Linked DNA regions of Mus musculus: all the other regions are linked to region 1. A link is a contact called in public HiChIP or PLAC-seq and promoter capture Hi-C data. All regions are on one chromosome and are shown on one strand. The core of a region is the stretch at or near the end of the contact, and the rest is flanking DNA. Distances in the headings are between cores, read along the strand shown.

Region 1 (2,903 bases), core at 156-2,655:
TATCACTCACTGTCTTGATTACATTAATTGGAATGGAAAGGCCTGCCCACTATGGGCTAGCCATTCCCTAGGCAAGGGATCCTGGACTGTGTAAGCTTAGAGACAGCGATGCACCCAAATAGCAAGCACACATTTATTCTCTGCTCTTGACTGTGGATGTGAGAGCGGCTTCAAGTTTCTTCCTTGACATTCCTGCAGTGATGGAGTACAACTTAGAATTATAAGCCAAATGAGCTTTTCTCCCCTGAGCTGCTTTTTTGCCGGGGTATTTTATCATAGCAATGGAAATGGAATTAGGAAAGAGTGTTTGTATAAAATAAAGTATTTTTTACAAAATATGTTCCACTTTCTACTTTCTGATATATCTTTTTAAAAAAACATACAATATTCATATTTATATCCATAAATTGTTCAAACATTTTTCCCATGTTTTTTTAAAAATTCTCTGGCACGGGGTAGTGAGCCATTGGGGATATATTTCTAGCCCTCTGTTTACTTTTAATTTAGGGACACAGTTTCACTAAGTTGTCCAGCCTGATTTTACACTCATTGTATCCAAGGATGCCTTCTGCCCCAACTTCCTCAGTAGTAGGGCTTATAGACCTTCTTCAATTTTTATATATCAAATAGAGTTATTCTTGCACCTGTAACTATGTGTGTTATATGTATAGCCTTAAGTGTGGTGCTGAAAATAAATAAATTATACTAAAGAGAAATTAAGTACCTCATATAAGAGCCCTTTAGATGCAATAGAACACAGATTTATTAGCCTGGCAAATACGTGTTACTGTGTGGTTAGACACTAACTTTTCTCCTATCTTTCATTGTCTTGTTCTTTTCCATGGGTCACAATTAAAACAAAGAAAGCAAAACCAAATCATATCTTTTGAACAACAGTACAACGTTACATCATTTTTTTTTTTTTTTACTTGTTTATTTTTTACATCAACCTGTCAACTAGTTAGAACAGAAACCCTACGGAACACAATTGTAAGGTCAAGGAGCACAGCACAAAGGAAAGGTTGGAGGACAGTCAGAATTGTCTAGCATATGAGTGCCTCTGGCTGCCTTTGGTCCCGGGTTCCCTGTGATGTGGAGATATTTAACAGCATGCTCAAGGCTAGGTTTGAGTAGTGGAATAATGTAATAAGCTCTTAACTTATGTTACTTTATCTTTCCAGATTTCTGTTAGTGATTGTAAGCTAAATAATGGCCTTTAGTAATTTAATACACTGTAAATCTTTCACACGTAGGCAACTATATGAATAATAAAACGAACGAACACACTATAAAACAAAACAGTTCACTGTTTCAAGACGGGAGGACCTACTACAACCGCAGGACGCTCTGGGAGGACCTTCGCTGTCCCAGCATTCCTCGCGCTGCCCCGCAGCTCTTTCCCTCTCGTCTCTATGGTTGCGCCGGCGTTGTCAGGATCGGCGCCTCCGGAGTACTGAGGCTTCCGACTTTGCGGCCGGTCCGAGCAGCTTGGGTCTTGGCGCGGCGCGATGTCCGAAAAGAAGCAGCCGGTCGACTTGGGTCTCTTGGAAGAGGACGACGAGTTCGAGGAGTTTCCCGCGGAAGGTAACCGCCAGGCCGCGCGCTGGGCCTGGGGCCTCCGGTGGGGCGGCGCCGGGCCTGCTCTCTGCGGGAATGAGCTGGGCCCAGCAGCGCGGATCCGGGCGCGGCCTCCGGGGGCCCCGGCCTCGGCCTCCGCGTCCCGGTAGCCGTCGCTTCATGGCGCGGCCCAGTGTTTTGCGCCTCGTCGCTGGGAGGAACCAGGTGAAGCTGGGCCCACGGTGCTGCGAGCTTGTGGCCCTTTAACTTCAACCCGGGACTCTCCGCATCTGCACAGTCTCTTGTTTTGCTTCGGTTTCCAAGCCTCCCCTTGGTAGTAAACTTCAGAGTCCCACTGTTGCCCAGGGCAGCCAGTGCTGTGTACCTCTCGGATAGCGCGAATGAGCCCCGAGAAGTGGGATGATAGAGTCGTTCGTGTGTGTTGTATTCATTACAGATTTTGCCTCAATTTCTGCTTCTCTCCATTTACGGTCACGTGAATTAACCCAAGCTTTATAAAAGTCTTAACCATCTGCCTTCGAAACTAACTTCAATGCTAGGGATGCTTTAGTTTTCTCATTGTAGGTAATAACATAGCTAATGTTGGAAGAGCCTGCTATGATCTTGGGAACGTGAGTGCTTCGCTTCTATTGGCACAATCCATTTCCACAAATATAGGAAGTAGGTATTAATGTACTTACTATTATTCACGTAAGGAAACAGAAGTTTGGAACAATGGAGAAACAGGCCCAGTGTCAACACTGTCCGGAAATGGTGAAACTGAGACGCCTTAATTTACACCAAAGTCCTTAACTTCAGCAGTTATCTTCTGTTTGCTAGGCCTCTTTTTGCCATATTAGTTTTTCAAATTGATTACTTTATTGGCTAATTGTTTTGAGTAGATTTCCCAAATATTTTACCTTGTTTCTAAAAAGTGAGTTAGACTGTGTCTCCATGAAGACCATAGGAAGAGAATTGTGGTTAGTCATGTGCACATACGTGGCATCAAGCAATTATCACTTGACAAAAATTGTACTTAGTTACCCCACCATGATCTCAATGCGCATAAAATCACATCACAGGAACGTTTAGTCTAAGTATAATGTAGTGTTTTAGTTTTAGTGAAAGAGAACATTAGTGTGTATATTATGCAACCTCATAAACCAATTCAGAAGATATATTTCCTCTGAGTTAGGAGTCTATAATATATGATGGGATAGTTTACCTTTTGTTTTGGTAATAAATTTATTTGTTCAGTCTGATGTTTTGTTTTCAGGTTCATTAATAATCCTGTAACAGAGCTTTGTGGTAGAATTGGCTAAGTGAGGGCAGGTTAGATTTCTTAT
Region 2 (2,953 bases), core at 100-2,599, 420 kb after region 1:
AAACTATAGCTTGTCCTGTGACACCATTTAGGGGGGTGTGGCCATCGCGCCATCTGACTTGGTTGGGCCCTATACTCCTTGGCTGCGTTTTTGTTCAGAAGTGTATTTATCTTTGTAGTAAGTTTGTTCCTCCTTTTTCCATTAATTAATTAATTGATTAATTGTTTAACTTTACATCTGAATTGCAGCGTCCCCTCCCACCTCTCCTCACAGTCGCTCCCTCTCATCTCTTCAACAGTTTGTTTCCTATTAATTGCTTTGTAGAAACCTCCATGCAAAGTAGATACTGTGTATCTTTCTTGTGGTAGCTCTTTACAGTGCAGTGACAGAGAAACAATCGTGGTTGTGGGTAGGCTGAGAGGCTGAGTTTATGTGCAATCATGATCTGTCTCAAAAGCCCCATCACTCTCTGATTTGGGAGGGGTAGGCCAATTGGGAAGAGGTGTCTGTGTAATCGGAGACAGTTTGCAGCAAGAAACACTGTTTCTGTAGACACAGATGCTTGCTCCTGGTGTTGTAGGGTGACTTTTTTTTTTTTTTTTTTAACATATTATGCAGGATGGCTACTTACATTAAGTAAGGCATTTTTCTAGAACACTCTGCACAAACCAGTTATTCCTGTAATTGAAACTATATGGTGCTTCACTACATTTTGAGTATTTAAAATATTTTAACTATGTGAGATAATTGAGATGAATTAGTTTCATTATGTTAATGATTTCAGAATGTGTCTGCATTGGGAAATAAGTTGTCTGCCTTCAGGGCGTGCAGGTTAGGAGTCAGTTATGCCTTCGTCCATGGAGAAGCATGCTTTAGGTGATGCATGAAACAGCTCACACTTTCTATTTGCTTGGAAACCTCTTGCTATCTAAGCACGGTCTTTAAATTTCTTTTGTTGCTGAAGGTGGGGGCATCCTCTCTTTCATTCCTGCTAGAAAAGAATATAACGCTTTGAGAGGAGAATTAGTATTTTTTTTCCTTTGCAACTCGGAGTAAATTGAAAGCACCTCAGCCGTCTCTGTTTACCTGGGATGCTATGACAGTGCTGATGAGAAGTATTGTCCCTGAAACTAAGTCTCATTTTTCATTTGACCAGAAATTTGTGCAAATTCAATTTAGGATCAACATGTACCCAGTTTTTCATGTTCTTAAATATAGAAAATCATAATCTGTTTTAAACTTACTGTAACTGATGGGACACTTGTTTACATGGGTAAAATGACTCTACGCAAGTCGTATATTGAAGTTCATGTTAATGTTTGCTATTTAATGACACCTAATGATATTCAATGAAGGGTTATGCTGAACTGGAGAGAAAATGTGTTACCCAGGCAACTGCCTCTGGCAGGCTAGAGACTCGGGCATATGGCTCTATAGTACACATTATTTCAGCATCTTTAAGCATAAAGAGCCACACATGTAATTGACTGTGAAAAATTACTGCTCAGTTACTGTATTGTATGGTCACAATAGAAGTAAATGAATACGTCATTGTTGTTGGAACCAGTCTGTTGGGAATCACTCCTAGACTCTACTATTTAAGAAGCAAAAATACAATAAGAAGAAAATAGCTGGTTTAATTAACATGTAAAAATTGGGTTAATTTGAATTCAGCTGGCGCAGCAGATATGAATGTGAGATTTGGGGTGGTGTTCTGGCTTTTTGTCCACACCATGCATCACTGTATGGTTTTAGGGGCTTTTCCCGTCGTTTACAGTTTGCTTTTCCTGGGGTTTATATTACGTCACCCCAAAAGGGAGTTTGGTGTACTTTTATCCCAAACATAGAAATTACAATTGAATGACAGAAAATGCTAAAATATTTGTAAGCAATTAAAAAATGCTTCTCATGGGAAATCGGTGTAACTTGATTTAATATGTCGAAGCATGATTTCAGTTAATGCTTATTATTTATACTCTGTAAAGCTGAGTGAGGAAACAGAAACTCACCATTGGCAAAGGCAAAACCAGAACAGAACAAAACAAAACAAAACCCAACCCACCCATCAACCAAAAACCCCAGCCTATTTGCCCTTGTGACTTCCTGTGTGAGCTTAGGGGACTTTTATTAGTTTTAGAGTATTGTTTTAATTATTATTACCTGAGTTCAGACATTCAGAAAAATCCACTGAGAACAGCAGTCAGTGTCGTCCAATAAAACTCATCCTGCTCAATTTGGATTTTTGTTAAATGCGGTTTGAGCAGAGGCACAACCGTCTTGTACTGAAATTCTCCATGAAGAAAATCACTGCTCGGTGGGCCGCACCTGCCTGAGAGCCTTGGACGCTTTAGGGGACTCTGCCTCTGAGCCCAGGGAGCTGCAGTTTGGTGAGCTAAGAGTTTGCAGCCTGTGCTCTGCATGTTGCTTGGTCTGGTCTCTGTGCATTTAAAAGGACTGATTATTCAGAGTTCATCTGGGTACAGGAACAGCCTCAGCCGGTACACCAGTGGCCATGGAAAAGCTCCTCGTGTCCCTGCCTTCCCACTTGAGCTGCTCGGTCCCTACTGTATTCTTTTTCCCTCGTTTGTTCGCCCTTCACTGCCTGACCACTCCATTTTTTGGAGGGAAGGCAAGACAAGAACCGGAGACTGGAGAATCAACAGCCTTAGTGGCCACTTAGAGCAGCTGACAGATGGCTCACCTGCTGGCTTTTCAGTGAGTGATTGCTTTTCTGTGCCTTAATCTTCCCATTATCCTTCATTTGCTATTTTAATAAAGTCGAAGCCTTCTCAACCAGCCTTAACTAAAGGAGCAGAAAAGATGTAGGAATCAGTGCTTTAAAAACCCTGCAGTTAGGGTAAATCATTATTCCAACAGGCTGCCCAGTTACCCTCCCCCCTTCCTTAATGTCTTCTTAAAGACAATATAGAAATTAACATAAGGGCTTCGTAGTAAGCTGTTTTTCTTTTTTCCCTTCCCTGTTAACCTCAGTACATTTTTCCTTAAAAAAATC
Region 3 (2,803 bases), core at 286-2,785, 440 kb after region 1:
TTTTTTGTATTTGGATAATAGTCTATTATATGGATTTAGTGTATATTGTCTAGCTCATCAGATCCCGAGTGTGTACACATAGTTTGTTACTGTTTTTTGGCAATGACTAATATTGTTATAAACATTCACCTGCGTACTTTTTGTGGCTATGTGGTTCCCTTTCTTGTGGCTGCACATTTGGAATGAACACTGTTAAGTCATACAGTAAATCTGAGTGTCCTGTTTTCCAAAGTTGCATTTCATATTTGCAGTAGTGCCTGTGGGTCCCAGTGTCTTCACATTCCCAACAACACTTGTCACATTCTTCTATGCCCACGTTAAGTGGTAGCCATTAGTCTTCATCTGCCCTGGCAATGCTAATGCTGTGCGACACCTCTTTAGGTACTTGTGGGCCATTTTTATTTTAGAAAAATGTCTCCTTAGTTTCTATTTTTTCCCATTTGAAAACTGTCCTTTTATCTTTTGTCCATCTTAAGTAGAATTGTCAGGTCTGAAGAGATGGCTCAGCGGTTAAGAGCACATATTGTTCCTGAATATGCCCCAAGTTTGCCAAGCACAGACCTTGGCATGAAGGGGGATTCTGAAAGAAGGGGTGTCTGGGAGCGGTGAAAAGAATGACTTGAAGTCAAATCATGAATCCAAGCTGTGTTCTTCTTGATCCAGTCTGTTGCTATGTTCTGCTTTCTCTCTATAAGTTGTCCTCTGGCACACACACACACACACACACACACACACACACACACACACACACACACGACCCACGCCATACTGTGACATGCACGCACACAATAATTTTTATCCTAAAAACTTCTCTAGATAGCTTGTATCTTGCCGAACTCAGGTCCAGTGTTTCATTTTCCTTATCAACCTAGTCTTTTGCTCCAGGGTTGCTTTTGATTATCTTATGAATCATCTCATCACCCCACCTTTTGATTAGAAAGAGACAGCAAGCATACATTTTGTTCTTAACATTGCAAAAGAATTTAGTGATCTGTCTACCTTTGTTAAGCATAGATGTTAAACTAGTTGGGTGGGACCCTGCCCGGAAATTACCATTACACGTGGGCCTAACCTCACTCTGTCCTAGGCTGACCTTGAACTCAGGAATCTGCCTGCCTTTTTATCTTTCTGACAAGCTGGCTCTTAGTGTAGCTGCCTTTGTTGCTTTAGATTCATGAAGCCCATCATAATTCATATTGCATCCTTATATTTTGCATAATTGAGAAATATATCATATATTTGGAGCTCTTTTCCATAGTCCTAAAGATTGTCCTGAAGGTTCCAGTCTTGCCAAGATATTAGTCACATCCTCAACTCCTGGACTCCTGCTATCTCAGATTATCACGGCATCACTATATTAACAGGGAGGACATGTCTTGGAGGAATGAGGAAATATGTACATTAATACATAAACAAGCTTTATGCCCACTGCAGCCATTGACACTAGCAGAGCCTCATCCCAGGGGCCTGTCCCAGGGGCAGGAACCATGTCACTCTGCCGCCACCAAGGCCATGCTGGGCTCAACACAAGTTTAATTACCAGTAACGGCCATGGAGCTCTCAATTGCCTGTAGCTTCAGCTCTAGGGGATATGACAGCACTCCAACCTCCTCGTACAAACACACACACATACACATAATTGTGAAAAACTAGTCTTTTGCAGGGCAGTGGTGGCGCACGCCTTTAATCCCAGCACTTGGGAGGCAGAGGCAGGCAAATTTCTGAGTTCGAGGCCAGCCTGGTTTACAGAGTGAGTTCCAGGACAGCCAGGACTACACAGAGAAACCCTGTCTCAGGGAAAAAAACAAAGCAAACAAACAAACAAAAACTAGTCTTATTTCTGAGTTGTGAGAACCCTTTCTATATTCCAGAGTTTATCATACACGATTTCCTCCTACCCACCACCTCTAGACTATAAGAGATCTTTTACTCTCTTGATGTTACACTTTACAAAAACAACTTTGGTGATGTTTAATTTGTCTGTTTTTTTTTCTTTTTTCTTTTTTTCTTTTTTATTTTTCATATTCAGTCAGCGTTTTCCTCATCCAAGGCTACAGTATCATGCCTCTATTTTTTATATTCATATCTTTATCTCTTAACTTCATAGATACATTTGTTAGGGGTTTTGTTTATCTTGGGTTAGTAGTAGGTGGCCAAGGCTGGACTTGACATTTTGCCTGTAGAGATTGAAGAGGTCAGCTCAGCTGTTAGAAAATTCCACAGGACCTCCTCCCCTCCTGGGGGGGGGGGGATATAGGTCATAAAGAACATAGGTACCCCTCCGCTCCAGAAGGGAGGGGCTAATTACATTCCTCAGACCACAGGAAGGAGGGACCAACCACCAGAGCTCCAAGACACATTCCGAGACCGTTGGCCACCCACTTCATTCCCTATAGACCAATCAGTTTAAAAGTCACACTGTTCTGCTAATCATATTTTGCCTAATGGCGGTGGCCCTGAGAACTGTATAAAGGCTCCCTGGATGGGCAGCCCGGCATCACTCTGCCTATGTGCAGGGTGACCCCAGCATGCTGGATTAAATAAAATTCCTCTTGCTTTTGCATTGATTCTGGCTCCACGTGGTTCACTAAGGGGATTCCCGGTAAGCTAAGGCTCAACAGAGTCTTACAAGATCATTTGTTTTACAAGCTAAGGGCTCATGTTTCTTGGTGCATTATCAGCCATACTTGTTGGAAATCTCCGGGCAGCAAACACACATGCTTGAGTTTGCCTCTTGCCTAGCTTGGGTCATTTTTAGCCTATGTTATGTTGGAACCACAGTTCTGAGTTGCAGTCACTTTGT
Region 4 (2,997 bases), core at 3-2,502, 330 kb after region 1:
GATTACAGCTATCCATAACAGCCAGGCCAGATAATAAGTGTTTTAGAGGACAAAGGATAATGAGCTAAGGATGGTTACAAACATGGGGTTCCCTGAGCACCGACCGGCACCACTGCTTTCTGGCTATGTTACACAGAAACAGATTTCCAGAATTAGCCAAGTCACTCCTAGCTTCCCTATCTGAGAGATGGAAATAGTATGAGTATTCTTACTCTATTGCTATGTGGTATGATGGAAATAAAGTCTTTACTCTAACCCTAACCCTAACCATGTAACACTAACCCTAACATTAACCCTAACCCTCTAACCCTCTAACCCTCTAACCCTAACCATAACCATAACCATAACCATAACCCTCTAACCCTAACCCTAAACCCCTAACCCTAACCCTCTAACCCTAACCCTCTAACCCTAACCCTAACACTCTAATCCTAACCCTAACTCTCTAATCCTAACCCTAAAACTAACCCTCTAACCCTAACCCCCTAACCCTAACCCCCTAACCCTAACCCCCTAACCCTAACCCTCTAACCCTAACCCTAACCCTCTAACCCTAACTCTCTAACCCTAACCCCCTAACCCTAACCCCCTAACCCTAACCCCCTAACCCTAACCCTCTAACCCTAACCCTCTAACCCTAACCCTAACCCTCTAACCCTAACCCTAACACTCTAATCCTAACCCTAACTCTCTAATCCTAACCCTAAACCTAACCCTCTAACCCAATAACCCTAACCCCCTAACCCTAACCCTCTAACCCTAACCCTCTAACCCTAACCCTAACACTCTAATCCTAACCCTAACTCTCTAATCCTGAACCCTAACCCTCTAACCCTCTAACCCAAACCCTAACCTTAACACCCTAACCCTAACCTTCTAACCCTAACCCAACATTAATGCTCTTTTTTTGACTAAATGGAATAGTTTTTAAGGTCAGTCTAATGGGTATATAAAGGCAGTCTCAAAGGAATCCTGAATTCTATGAAATTAGTCCTTAATAAATCAGTTTCTTAGTTTTCCTTTTTTTAGTGTGTGTGTGTGTGTGTGTGTGTGAGAGAGAGAGAGAGAGAGAGAGAGAGAGAGAGAGATGGATGTGCATGAAGGTTCACATGTGTTACAGAGGACAGAGGTTGGCTTCAGTTTTCTACCTCCATTGCTCTCTTCCTTATTTTGTGAGAAACAGTCAATCCCACTGAAGCTGGCGCCTATTGATCAGGTAGGCTTGTTTGCAATAAGCTCCAAAGGTCTTCCTCTCTCTACACTCTCAGAGTTTTGGGGTTACAGATGTGTGCCACTGCATTTAGACTGTATGTGGGTGCTAGAGCTCTAACCTCTGGACTTTAGTCTTATACATCAGACACCCTTCCTGGGTCTCCTTTCCTTCTTTTTACTCAGTTGATAATTTAAAACTTAGTGTCTTGCTATATAATCAGGCTGTCCTGGTATTGTGGCCTGACCTCAAATTCACAATCCTCCTCCCTCTTGTGGGCAGGTGCAACTGTAGCTGTATTTCTTGCTAAACTGTCTTCTTGCTAAACTCTTAACTCAGTTTCTCCAACAATAATAACAAAAAATAATATTTTAAAATAACTGGCTTATACTCTCTGAAGTCTTAATGTCCAGAAAGGTTTAGGTCGGCAGGATGCTGGCAGCAGTGCGTGCCTTTAGACCTAGCACTCAGGAGTCAGAGGCAGGCAGATCTCTGAGTAAGAAGCCAGCCTGGTCTACAGAGTGAGTTCCAGAATAGCCAGGGATACAAAGAGAAACCCTGTCTCAAACAAAACAAAACAAAACAAAACAAAACAAAAAAAAAACAAAAACAAAAAACAAAAACAAAAACAAAAACAAAAAACCCCAAATGAACAAGAAACCAAGAAGGAAAAGCTTAGGAAGGTTCTATGTCACACCATAGTAAGAGCCAGTCATAGTGCTGATCCAGCACTTCAAATGTCAAAATGAGAGGAGGTCTGGCCCCTGGCAGTGTGTGTTCAGCTAGAACAGCACAGGGAGACCTAGAAGAGAGAGAGAGAGAGAGACAGAGAGAGAGAGAAAGAGAAAGAGAGAGAGAGGAATGGGGAGAAAGAGAAAGAAGAACTAATACAATATGTGATCCTTGGCAGATCCTGTGTGGTTGAGTAAGAAATTTTATAAGGCCATAAAAGTGCCAATCAACAAATTTAACCCATATATTACAGAATATATAGTTAATAAGTCAAATATTCAGAATTAGATAATGGGTACATAAATATAAGCAAATACCCTTGATTTACAAGGAAAAAAACATATATAGGAGAAAGAAGAAGAGAATGAAATTAAAATATTAGAAGTCACTTAATATTGATAACTGGTATAGAAGAATATTTCGGTCTTATTTTTTGTGATACGTTTGAAATATTTTCAGAGTAAAACATATCCTTCTTAATCCCGCTAAGTATGCTGTCAACATTGTGTTTCTTTCTCAGGTCTGCTTTGGGACAATTTATGTTCATGTACATTTTATATATTCTCTTATACATGGTAGATTCCACAATGAAAACTTCAACAAAAATAATAAAATAAGAATTCTACATGACAGCATTTGTATACAAATGAGTTGCTATAATTATGAAGCTGCCAATGTTAGATTTGTGTACTTCATTAGTTAAATACACACACACACACACCATGACAATGACAGTGACAACAATGGTGAAAGAATGTGTTATATTGATGATTTAAATGTAAGAGACATAATCACAAGTCAACAGAAACAGATGGCCTCTAAATACTCGAAATGCATTGACACGAGCCAAGAGAAGCACATTTTTTACATAACTGCAACAAGGATGAAGGAGCCCAGGGACAAATGGTGACCTCGTACCCAGGTCTCAGAAACACTGCTTAAGGCTGAGCTCTGCACAGCTAGTATGTCATTCCACAGCTAAAGGACAGAAGGCACTGCACCCTGGGTTTACATACCCTGGGAACAACTTAGATCTCCAAGCTCAGTATCACAGA

What was found. Promoter capture Hi-C pulls out the DNA fragments that hold promoters and counts their contacts. HiChIP or PLAC-seq counts read pairs in DNA pulled down with a chosen protein or histone mark.
Region 2: an H3K4me3 HiChIP or PLAC-seq map of embryonic basal ganglia shows a contact between it and region 1, with 3 times the contacts expected there. The contact joins the enhancer-like site here to the promoter of Sem1 in region 1. A contact is called at or near these places in 7 of 39 promoter capture datasets (the 3T3-L1 cell line, the C10 cell line, cranial neural crest and 2 more), 6 of 115 datasets of contacts at active chromatin or transcription factors (astrocytes, bone marrow-derived macrophages, embryonic basal ganglia and 3 more) and 1 of 9 other capture datasets (pancreatic islet).
Region 3: an H3K27ac HiChIP or PLAC-seq map of embryonic stem cells shows a contact between it and region 1, with 4 times the contacts expected there. The contact joins the enhancer-like site here to the promoter of Sem1 in region 1. A contact is called at or near these places in 8 of 39 promoter capture datasets (the 3T3-L1 cell line, the C10 cell line, embryonic stem cells and 1 more), 7 of 484 Hi-C or Micro-C datasets (the C10 cell line, the HL-1 cell line, bone marrow-derived macrophages and 2 more), 14 of 115 datasets of contacts at active chromatin or transcription factors (DN3 thymocytes, the NIH/3T3 cell line, astrocytes and 7 more) and 2 of 9 other capture datasets (embryonic stem cells and macrophages).
Region 4: a promoter capture Hi-C map of liver shows a contact between it and region 1, with 2.6 times the contacts expected there. The contact joins the enhancer-like site here to the promoter of Sem1 in region 1. A contact is called at or near these places in 4 of 39 promoter capture datasets (the 3T3-L1 cell line, the C10 cell line and liver), 1 of 15 datasets of contacts at CTCF or cohesin (the NIH/3T3 cell line) and 5 of 115 datasets of contacts at active chromatin or transcription factors (craniofacial prominence, embryonic stem cells, neural tube and 1 more).

The regions. Positions count from the first base shown.
Region 1 is chr6:6,577,160-6,580,062 of GRCm38.p6, reverse strand. Sem1 (SEM1, 26S proteasome complex subunit) reads left to right here and starts at 1,405. Exons shown (of 3, transcript NM_009169.2): 1 at 1,405-1,584. The coding sequence starts at 1,509.
Region 2 is chr6:6,161,912-6,164,864 of GRCm38.p6, reverse strand. All of the region lies in intron 3 of Slc25a13 (solute carrier family 25 (mitochondrial carrier, adenine nucleotide translocator), member 13), which reads left to right. Among named protein-coding and RNA genes, the nearest start is that of Slc25a13, 54 kb to the left of the region's middle. Within about 2 kb of position 1,349, at least 17 of the 459 cell types and tissues checked have an H3K27ac peak or open chromatin away from gene starts, as enhancers often do. A contact at or near this core is called in embryonic basal ganglia and embryonic forebrain, where this site is marked.
Region 3 is chr6:6,138,798-6,141,600 of GRCm38.p6, reverse strand. All of the region lies in intron 4 of Slc25a13 (solute carrier family 25 (mitochondrial carrier, adenine nucleotide translocator), member 13), which reads left to right. Among named protein-coding and RNA genes, the nearest start is that of Slc25a13, 77 kb to the left of the region's middle. Within about 2 kb of position 1,535, at least 8 of the 459 cell types and tissues checked have an H3K27ac peak or open chromatin away from gene starts, as enhancers often do. A contact at or near this core is called in embryonic stem cells, where this site is marked.
Region 4 is chr6:6,242,271-6,245,267 of GRCm38.p6, reverse strand. No RefSeq gene overlaps it. Among named protein-coding and RNA genes, the nearest start is that of Gm20619, 4.9 kb to the left of the region's middle. Within about 2 kb of position 1,252, at least 7 of the 459 cell types and tissues checked have an H3K27ac peak or open chromatin away from gene starts, as enhancers often do. A contact at or near this core is called in liver, where this site is marked.